Linked DNA regions of Gossypium arboreum: all the other regions are linked to region 2. A link is a contact called in public Hi-C data. All regions are on one chromosome and are shown on one strand. The core of a region is the stretch at or near the end of the contact, and the rest is flanking DNA. Distances in the headings are between cores, read along the strand shown. Region 1 holds the start of LOC108483913. Region 2 holds the start of LOC108486243 (L-arabinokinase-like). Region 3 holds the start of LOC108486102.

Region 1 (3,039 bases), core at 15-2,514, 620 kb after region 2:
CCGGAAGCAAGTTCTTTGACAAGGTAGAAAGCTATTCAAAGTATATGCCGTTTTATTTTTGCCCTTAAAAAAGGCCATTTTGGCAGCACTTATTTCCGGAAGGTGTTGATAGAATAATGGTTGGATTCAGACGTAAATATAAGATGCACAAATGAACCATGGATGGAAAAGATTAAAGTTTGTAAGGCAATATATACAAAAAGGTTGGACGCAGAGTATGAGAATCACCAATTACATCTAGCATGAGCTTTTCCAAATGACGAAGAGCAACAGCATGCACATGAAAATGAAATAGAATAGTAAAATTACGTTCCCATAGAAAATTGATTTTCAAAACTAGTAATACTGCTACTACTGTGAGGGTTGCAGATTGACAGAGAGATAGAGTGAGGATGGTAAGGGACGGGGTACCTCCAAAATGACAGAAAAGGCAATGAGATTCCGAATCATTCTCCTCCAGGTCTGGGATCTTCTTTTCATTCTCGAGAGGACAGCGGCCTCTTCCTTGGAAATGTGTTCAAGCCTCTTCTCGAAATCGTCCCCGTGAATCCTAAAGATTGCATTCCAAATGCGGGAGAGAAGTCCCTTGCCTTTCTTCTTTACCACCGGCAGCGGGGGACTGGATTCTTTGGTTTCACCGTCTGGAATGCCTTTGTCCTCCGCCATGACTCACTGTTGACTTCTCAAACACAAATAAAACTATTTCAAACACGTATAGAAATAAGTTGAGAGAATATGGAGGGTCATTTCATTTCCGATTCAGCATGTAGGGATTGGAAATAAGGAGGAAATACCTGGAAAGTCTCTTCTCTTCTCTGCTCTGCTCTCCTTGTTTTCTTATTATTATATTAATGAGATATAAATATGATACAATAAAATCTATGATTGAGATCAAAGTTGCAGATCTGATCTTCTTCTTCTTCTTCTTCTTCTTCTAATTTAATCGGTGTTGGATGATAGCAAAACAATTATGGTTTTTGTTGAAAAAAGAAAAAACGCGGATTTCAGAGTCTCCTTTTTTAACTTCACGATACCTAAACTCTACCTCCAAGTAATCAACCATCTTCATCTATTTATTTTACTATTACTCTTCTCTAACCTCTCTTTCTTCTAGATAATTTTTATTTCTGTTTCTGTATTACGATTTTGATTTTTTTTTTTTACATTCTGGATTATGTTGGTGAATTTAACAAATAATTCTACTGTGTATTTTAGTGGTATGTATGGAAAAATATTAGCTGACCTTGAAATCCATGATTGTTTGGTATATAAGTAATCAATCACAAATTCACTCAAATAAATATTTGAAATTTTTAATTAAAATATAATAATAAAAGAAATGTTTTTTTTTTTTTTGAAATATTGATGTAGAGGGGAGGAGCTCCAAGATACTTGCAGTAAAACTGTAAAAGAATAATTTATGGTCTAGATGAAAACATGAACCACTAGCCCCCATGGATCTAACATCGGAATCCGGTCAATTCTTAAGTACATAGCCAGCCGAAAATATGAAAGGAAAGGTGATGCGGGATAAATTAAATTGTAACTAGAAGCATTTAAGGAGGTAGCCGAGTCACCATGTTGTAGTTTGAGTTAAAAGAGAGAGAATAAAGGTAAGGTGGAGGGAGAAGGTTGACACAACCGAGTATCTAGAGTTAAACCACCCCCCTCCCCTTTTTTTTTTTAGAGTGGAAGCTATATACATCGATATGTGTCTTTGTTAGTGACTTTACTTCTAGGTGTGCTATTGATGTTGATTGACCTATGTGTCATTTCATGGGTCTTTAGAGTCTCATAGTAATGAGTCAACGAACTTATAAATGGTGTGTGAGACATGATGATGTTTTTTCTTTAAATAAGATAATAGGCTTTAAAGAGATAAATAATTAGTGAGGTCTCCACTTGAGTGAAGTGGAGCAGGGTGAAGTGTATAACAATTGTACTCCTTAAGTCAAGGTGAAAGTTGTAAAGTGACATTCCTTAAAAACTAGAAAGTTTTTTTTTTATCTTTGTTCGCCTTTCTTTTGTCCTTCCTCTCTAGCAAAGTGTTGGCAAAGGGGATTTTCATAAGATTATCGTTATGTTGCAAGATAGTTGAGCATGGAATCACTTGTGGTTATGGAGTAAGGGGACAGTTGAACGAGCAAGCATATATTGTTTCATTCACCCACGTCATCCTTTTAATTTACTGTAGTGAACAAGTGTGAAGCTATGATTTGTCGAAGGAATTGGCAAATATTAAGACAATTCTTGGAAGAGTCACTCTAAGGACTTCATAAATTGGTAAGGGGAATAGGTAAAAGTTCATTTGGCCTTCATTTGTTTTAAAAGGTTTTTATTTTAGCAAGTTGTCTGTGTGCTCGAATATTGGTCTTTTAGTTCGCAATGTTTTGTATTGTGGGTGAATGATTTGTTGTAGTGAGGGATTTTATTTTCTTTTAGTATTTTAATGTTTTTCTTTTGTTTTATATGTAATGACCCAGATTTCATTAGTGTTAAGAAATTCGATTTTGGGTGGATTTTTTAAACCAAGCCATTCCGAGAAGAAAAAATGAGAGGTTTTCAAGAATAGGTACAATATAGGATTAGAGTGTCATTTGTTTGTAATTAGGTGATTAATTAGAATTATTAAGGGGTTTATTTACAAAGTTTAGTAAATAATTATTATGGACTAAATTGTAAGATTGGCAAAATTAGTGGGGTCAATGTGTGAATATTAGAAAATATGATTTAACATATTAGAGGTTTTTATGTTGTAAATATCCCAAGCCTTTATTAGCAAAATGCCCATTTTGAATTGACAAAGAGAGGGAATGGTTAAGGAGAGTTATTGTTCACATTATTTCTCCGAACTTGCAAAAATTCTCTCTAACTTTACTTTCAAAATTTTCATCAATCTTTGATTTCTCTTTCAAGATTTCAGATTTGCTCGTCAATGACGAATTTGTGTTTTTTATAGGTGCGAACTATTAGCAAGTTTCGTTTCCATTTCCGAAAGTTATCCCTATTTAATTTATTCTCAATAAGAATGCTAATAAG
Region 2 (3,518 bases), core at 385-2,884:
CAGTGGATTATAAATATTACCTGCCAAACTATTGAACGATGATGATATCCAGCAGCCATCACATACTCAGCATAAATGAAGTCCCAGCTGCAATCATAGATGGATATAGATCAAATAATTACAAGGAAAACTTTTGGCTTCTGACAATTTCACAGGGTTCATAAAGGTACCAAAAACAGTATGGTATGAAGGGTTTGAGAACAGATTAAATTCTTATAAAGGTGCACTTCTTCCTTGAAACGGTCATGATAATAAATTACCTGAAGTTGGTAACACAGACTGAGCGAATTCCAGCTTCAGCAGCGGTTCGGCATGCAACTGGAACAACATCTGAAACCTGTTTTCATTCACAGCAAACTTCGTTTTAATTTGGAAGACATGTTAAATATGATACAATTCTATGCCTCTTTTCCTTTTATTTTTATTAAAAGGTTAAATCAAAGACTCAGTGTCCCAATTTGATTCACACACTTGAAGGAAAACCAGAATACAAACCACTAAGTCAGCTTTGATGGAGTGGAGCCACTCTACTTCTGTTGCTAAAATAGAATCCCGAGGTCGGACAGCTGTTTCAGAATACTAATATATATAGAAATTAGAAAATATCCAACTAAAAAAGTACAAACAAGGGGGAGAAGGGGAAGGCAATAATAGCACGTAAATTTAAGTAGGTAGATACGGTAGAAACTTTTCAGATAATATGGAACTGAACTCAAGCTATAATATGGTTATGTTGGGAACATGACAATGTTGTAAAAATAAAATAAAATAATTAGAATTTATAACTACAAAAGGGCTTGAAATACCTTCTGCAGGGAGGCAAGACGATCCACGGTCAATGCATCTGCCTGAACTGCTCCACAGTCTAAAACTAGCTGATAATGTCATAGAGAGAAACATAGTAAAACAGATTCGACCATAATTTTGCAGCACAGATAAAGACAACTGTTGAAGTTCTTTAATCCCTAACACATTCACCACTATTATGTTTAATTAAATGAAAAAGGAGAGAACCTTGCGAAGGAAGAGGCGAGGGGACTGAATTTCAGAAGTGTAAACGAAGTCAGGTGCACCGGTAACAACGTGCACATCATGCCCCGCTGCAATCAGATTTCGAACAACCTATAACAATCAATAGGCAGAAATGATAATTGGATCTAAAGGTTTCGAGGGATTAGACAGAATTAAGGACAAAAAGAAAAACCTCTACAACACGAGTGGCGTGGCCGAAGCCATGACCGGTGACATAATAGGCAAAGATGAGGTGATTGATGGATGCAGATTCTCCTCCATTCTCTTCGATCCTCATATCTACCACCACTTTTTGTTTTTTTTTTGAATCACTTCCTTCGTGTTTTGATCAAAATTTCGAGAGAAGTTTGTTTCAATTTAATAAGGAGAGGGGGGCCTATACAAATATGATGACCAATTATTAATAATAGTAATAAATAAAAAGAATTTTTCTTTCCTTAATTAGTTGGATCAAATTTCTCAACTCACAAGGGAAGTTTGTTTCAATTTAATAGTGAGAGAGATGCACACAAACATGTGAGACGGCTACACAAGAGACAGAGTTGAGACGCAAACAAATTCAGAGACAAATAGACTACCGGATAAAGATGATGTCAATTATTAATAATAGTAAGAAGAAAAGGGATAAAGATGATAGTCAATTATTAATAATAGTAATAAGAAAAGGTATAACCAAAGTTTAGTCTTTAAATTTGACAACTTTTTTAATTTTATCTTTGAATTTCTCGTCACTCTATGTTAGTTCAGGAATAACTATTCTCAAATAATTTTTAAATATCAAAATGTATATTTATTATAATATTAACTTGTGATTTCATAAAATTTTAAAGTTATCATATTGCGAGGTAAAGTGTATACGTCTTTTCTTTTCTTTCTATCCTTATTTTTAGAATCGCTACATTATAATCTAAACATTTTATAAAAACAAAAACATTTTATAAAAACAAAATAATATTTTAGGTGATGACGTATCATAATATTAGAGTATCATGTCATCATATAGATCAAAATTAAAATATATATATCAAATTCTATATCGATAAATAAAATATTCTGAGACTAAATTGAAAATTTATCAAATTTAAAAGTCCAATGTTACTTTACCCCATAAATAAAAGATAAAAGATGATGAGAAAAAGACTTAAAACGTTTTTTTTTTCTATTTTGATGGAAAAACTAAAAGTTTATTTATATTGTTATTAACTTTTTGGTTATAAAGTTTGATATACTATCCCAATCAACTAAAAACCATACAAATTATTGCTACTGTCCTAGTAGCTTTCTGTTTTGAAATTGTTATTTATATTAATATTTGAGCTTTTAATAATTTTATATAAATATTGATTTTTTTATTCTAAAACGTTTAATATGAAAATTGATTTGTTAATTTGTAAAAGACCTAGCCATGATGACCTTCGATTTCTTTCTCATACGTTAATGCGTTTTATCCAAATTCGAACATTCGACCAATTAACGGAAGTTTTTTTTATAAATGAGCCATTCTTTTACAATAGTACGTTTAATATATATATATATATATTATTATTATAGCAGCCACTTTTTCTTTTTTGAAAAGAAATATCATAGTAGCCCTTTGACTTTTTTATTAAAACATTTTTGCTCAAATTTTAATTATAGAATTTGTTTTCATGAATTTAATACCAAATAATTTATTTGATTGAGTTATTGATATACTAAGGGACTTAATACTGTTATAAATTTTGCATCCTTCCACTTTTTATATAAAAATCAAATAAATATTAAGTTGAAACTATTGAATTTAAATTTTCGACAATCTCTCTTCGCCTCTTTTTATTAAAAATAAAATTTTGAAGTTTCCTTAGTCTTATAAATCTTAAATTTTCAAATTCTAAAATTTTCATAAAATTAAAATAGAGTATTTATAAAATAAATAATGTCTACACCGTTTGAACTGTATCTATTTTTTTCTCTATTTTTGTTTGTATAAAATCTGTTTTGTTTCTTTATTTTCCCAACTTGGAGACATTTTATTGCATTAGCGGATAAATGTCAAATAACTACATATCTGGCACGCAACTCAACTCATCCAAACAACACATTTTCTTTTATTTTTAAATTAATTTCATCAAACATCTTTAAACTATAGTTCAGATTTTAAATTGATCTTTAAATTTTAAAATACTTTTATTAATGTGGCTCAATTCAAAAAAAAATTCAGTTTAAATTTTAAAATGATTTTTAAACTTTAAAATGCTTTAATGAAATTAATGACGTGGCTTAATAAAAACCTAGAACAAGACAAAAATGAAAAGCTAAGGAAAAGAGAAGCTTGCTGTAAATGGTTAAATGGGAAAATAACAACCACATTCCCTTTTTCCATTTTAACTAATTCAATTATTTTGTTACATTATTAACAAAGCAACCTTATATCACTAATGCCTTTTATTTAAACTACATTATTTATCTTCATTCAATTAACCCTCTCTAAACTTAACAAATACTAA
Region 3 (3,366 bases), core at 780-3,279, 860 kb after region 2:
TTTTGTTTATTTGTTACACTAAATAACTAAAACAGAATCATATAACAGATACAACTATAAGATAAAGGGATAAGAAAACTAGTAGTCGATTGTATTGCAATTCGCGAGTACCAAATACGAATCTGAAACAAAAACCCTAATGTGAACCCTAGTGGGTTTAAGAATTTTTCGTCCCCAGCAGTCGGCAGTCCGTATTATTTGCTTAACCGGAACTCGAAAAGCAATCTTGTATGCTCAATACAACAATAATATTAACAATTGCAATAATTCAATGACGAACGACAGAAATAAGCTAAAATAGTTTACCTAGTTCACGGTGGATAGAGTTGAGAGGCAGAGTAGAGACTTAGATTCGGATTTCCAGTTGAGTCAAACGACAATTCCTTCTCAGACCCTTTTTCCCCCTTAACTTTTAAAAACAAGGTTTCTTACCTTAGAAAAAAGCCTTTAGGAAAGAAAGGAAGTGGCAATGGCCGTTCCTTAATATCCATGGGCTTTTATGTTCCATATCCAACTGATCCGATCTATATCTCATATCCCTGTTTTTGGATTTGATTTGTCAAGAAAAGAAATTAATACTAAATTATGTCATTGTGTATTTTCTTGATTGATATGAATATTATTATTAGTGTAAGATTAATATGAATATTATTATTATTAATGTAAGAGTATGTAAATTTAAGTGTAGTTAAATTCATCATAACTTATTTATCTTTTTTCTTTATTTTTATTTTATAAAATGGTTAAGTTTCATCTTTAGTCACTCTAATATGTTTAAATTTGATATTTAATCTACACATTTTAATTTTTATCATATTTTTTCCATATATTTTATAACATTATTAATTATTTCAAAAATTTAATATGGTTAAACCATTACATGATTATATATAATTAAAATATTACATAATTATATATAATTTAAATACCCTAAGGGTCTTAAAATAGATACATGACTTCTTATTTCTTTTAGATTACGTAAATGTTTATTTTTTTGGCGTTTTAAAAGATAGTTAAATTTTAAATTTGATCTCTCTGTTATGCTTAAATTTGATATTTAAGCGCTACACTTTTATTCTAATGTAATTTGATCTTGTAATTTTGTAATGTAATTATTAATTAGTCCAAATAATTAATATCATTGATTTTTCAATTATAACACTACGTGATTATAATAATTTGAATACTCTAATGTTCTTAGAGATAGATACATCGCTTTATTTATTTTAAATTTTTCGTGCTTCTTTTTCTATATTATAAAACAATGATTAAACCTGAATTTTAACCTTTATACTATGTTGATATTTGCGATTTAATCTATATATCTTATTTTCGACATAATTTGATTATTATACATTTATAATGTCATTAGTTAGTCTAAATATTTAGTCCTCTTAACTATTTCAATCAAAATGCTTATGTCAAATTTTCTTTAGAACACTATTCGATACAAAATAATATTATCAAAGACAAGTTCGGATGAATGTGTTTAAGAAAAATCTATATAAACATTTTTAATGTTATTTTTGTTGTTATATGATTATCAAATGATTTTTTTAATTTCAAAATACTACACCAATAAAATTAATAGAAATTTAATAGTAACAATATTTGAATCTAATTTTTAAATAAAAATAGATAGTTTAAAATTTAAAATAGAGTAAAATTATAGTATATTTTAATTTTTAAATTTGTATTCCTAATTTAACACAAAAATCATATTTGTTTTTATAAAGGGAAGGTCATACACTATTTTATATCACATGCCTTTTTCCTTAATATTTTTGCCCAATAAAAAATAAAATTTTAATATTGATCTCTCTACATCATTAAAATTTAGGATTTAGTCCATATTAATTATTTTAACAAATATATATTACAAATTTAGTATACATTTAATAAATAATTATAATTAACAATTGGTGTTATGTAATAAATATGTTTACAGGAAATTGATATAAATAACAAAATTATAAAAGATGGAAAAGGGTTTAAATTTTATTTTTTATAAAAATAAATTGTGATAACTGATTCATATCACGTCAAATTATGATCAGGAAATAAAATACACTGGTTCGTGCCTTTTACTAAAAAACCTATCCCTAAACCCATTATTTCTTTTTTATCAGAGCCTCTAAACCCTTTCAGGCTTTCTGTTTGTTTCTCCTCCTATCCAGAATCCAATATTAATTTGCAGCAAAGGGTTCAAAGGGAAATGCAGAGGTGCTTGTTGTCTTCTCCTCCTACTAGTAATTGTGCAGCACTGCGTCTTCACCCGTCGTTGATGCCAAAGGTTCTTTTTCTATCTCTCATTCATTCTTTTTTCTTTTTCTGGATTACTGAAAATTAGGTCTTTCCTTTTCTTGTGTCTTAGTTTTTACCATATCATGCACTTTTTTATCAGCAATAATATTTATGTGCTCTTAGCTGTTTGATTGTATAAACTGATTGTGCATTGGTGTTTCAGTTTCAGCTCAAGGTTGTTAAACTTATTTCTTCAATACCATCTCACCCTAGATTTAAGAAACTCAGACCCCCTTCAAGCCTCATGCCTAGCTATCCGAATTTCGCAACTCTTCACAGTGCCTTTACATTTGCTTTGCCGCCCAACCACATAACTTACACACTACCTCGGAATAGAAATGTAATCTCTACATGTGTGACTCCCCAGGCTATGCGATCAACCTCAGCTTTTGTGCCTCTTTTCAAAATGTTTTTTTCTCACTCCCCTCCAGTGGCAACTAAGAACGATGGTATGAGTGTTAGAGATGGAAAGAGTAGTGGCTTCAGCTTCAGACGGTTTCATAGGCATTGGAAGAAGCTAAAGGGAGTGGCTGCTCTCAAAGGGGACAAGGCTGCACCTTTTGAGTCACCTGCTTCAACTTCACTGCTTAACAGTGCTAAACCGGACTCTACTTCAAATTCACTGGTTAACACTGCTAATCCAGACTCTACTTCTACTTCATTGGTTATCAATGCTAAGCCAGAATCTAAAGCTAGTCTGAAAAAGAAAAAGCAGTCGAGAAGCAAGAACAAAAAGGAACAGGTTTCTAGCACTGTTGTTTCAGAGGAAACACCTGTGGCGAAAAGCTCTAAAACTTCTTCTCTAGTAGGGACTTCAAATATTAGCAAAAAAAATGGTCAGCGTCTGAAACAGACTTCAGAGGTTAGCAGCGATTAAATGCTAAATAGAATTTGGATATTTTGGGCTTTCAATATGCATACAAATTGTATACGCAGACACACATATATGCACTATTTTCATCTGCGTGTCTGTGCATGGTTTCAGATCTTGTAAATATTTTGCTAACAATGCATTCTTCCAGAAAATTTCAACTGGCAACTTACTTACTGAAGCTCCTGATG

Evidence for each region. A called contact is a pair of places that touch in the nucleus more often than the background predicts.
Region 1: a Hi-C map of leaf shows a contact between it and region 2, with 3 times the contacts expected there. The contact joins the promoter of LOC108483913 here to the promoter of LOC108486243 in region 2. A contact is called at or near these places in 2 of 5 Hi-C or Micro-C datasets (both in leaf).
Region 3: a contact with region 2 is called in a Hi-C map of leaf, with 5 times the contacts expected there. The contact joins the promoter of LOC108486102 here to the promoter of LOC108486243 in region 2. A contact is called at or near these places in 2 of 5 Hi-C or Micro-C datasets (both in leaf).

What each region holds. Positions count from the first base shown.
Region 1 is chr6:88,571,259-88,574,297 of ASM2569848v2, reverse strand. It overlaps LOC108483913, which reads right to left and starts at 1,264. Exons shown (of 6, transcript XM_017787453.2): 1 at 795-1,264; 2 at 412-679. The coding sequence starts at 666.
Region 2 is chr6:89,190,917-89,194,434 of ASM2569848v2, reverse strand. LOC108486243 (L-arabinokinase-like) reads right to left here and starts at 1,634. Exons shown (of 30, transcript XM_017790194.2): 1 at 1,501-1,634; 2 at 1,205-1,408; 3 at 1,015-1,122; 4 at 807-875; 5 at 496-579; 6 at 261-337; 7 at 21-87. The coding sequence starts at 1,309.
Region 3 is chr6:88,336,148-88,339,513 of ASM2569848v2, reverse strand. It overlaps LOC108486102, which reads left to right and starts at 2,029. Exons shown (of 22, transcript XM_053029530.1): 1 at 2,029-2,293; 2 at 2,672-3,166; 3 at 3,327-3,366. The coding sequence starts at 2,216. It overlaps LOC108486378, which reads right to left and starts at 561. Exons shown (of 4, transcript XM_017790416.2): 1 at 307-561.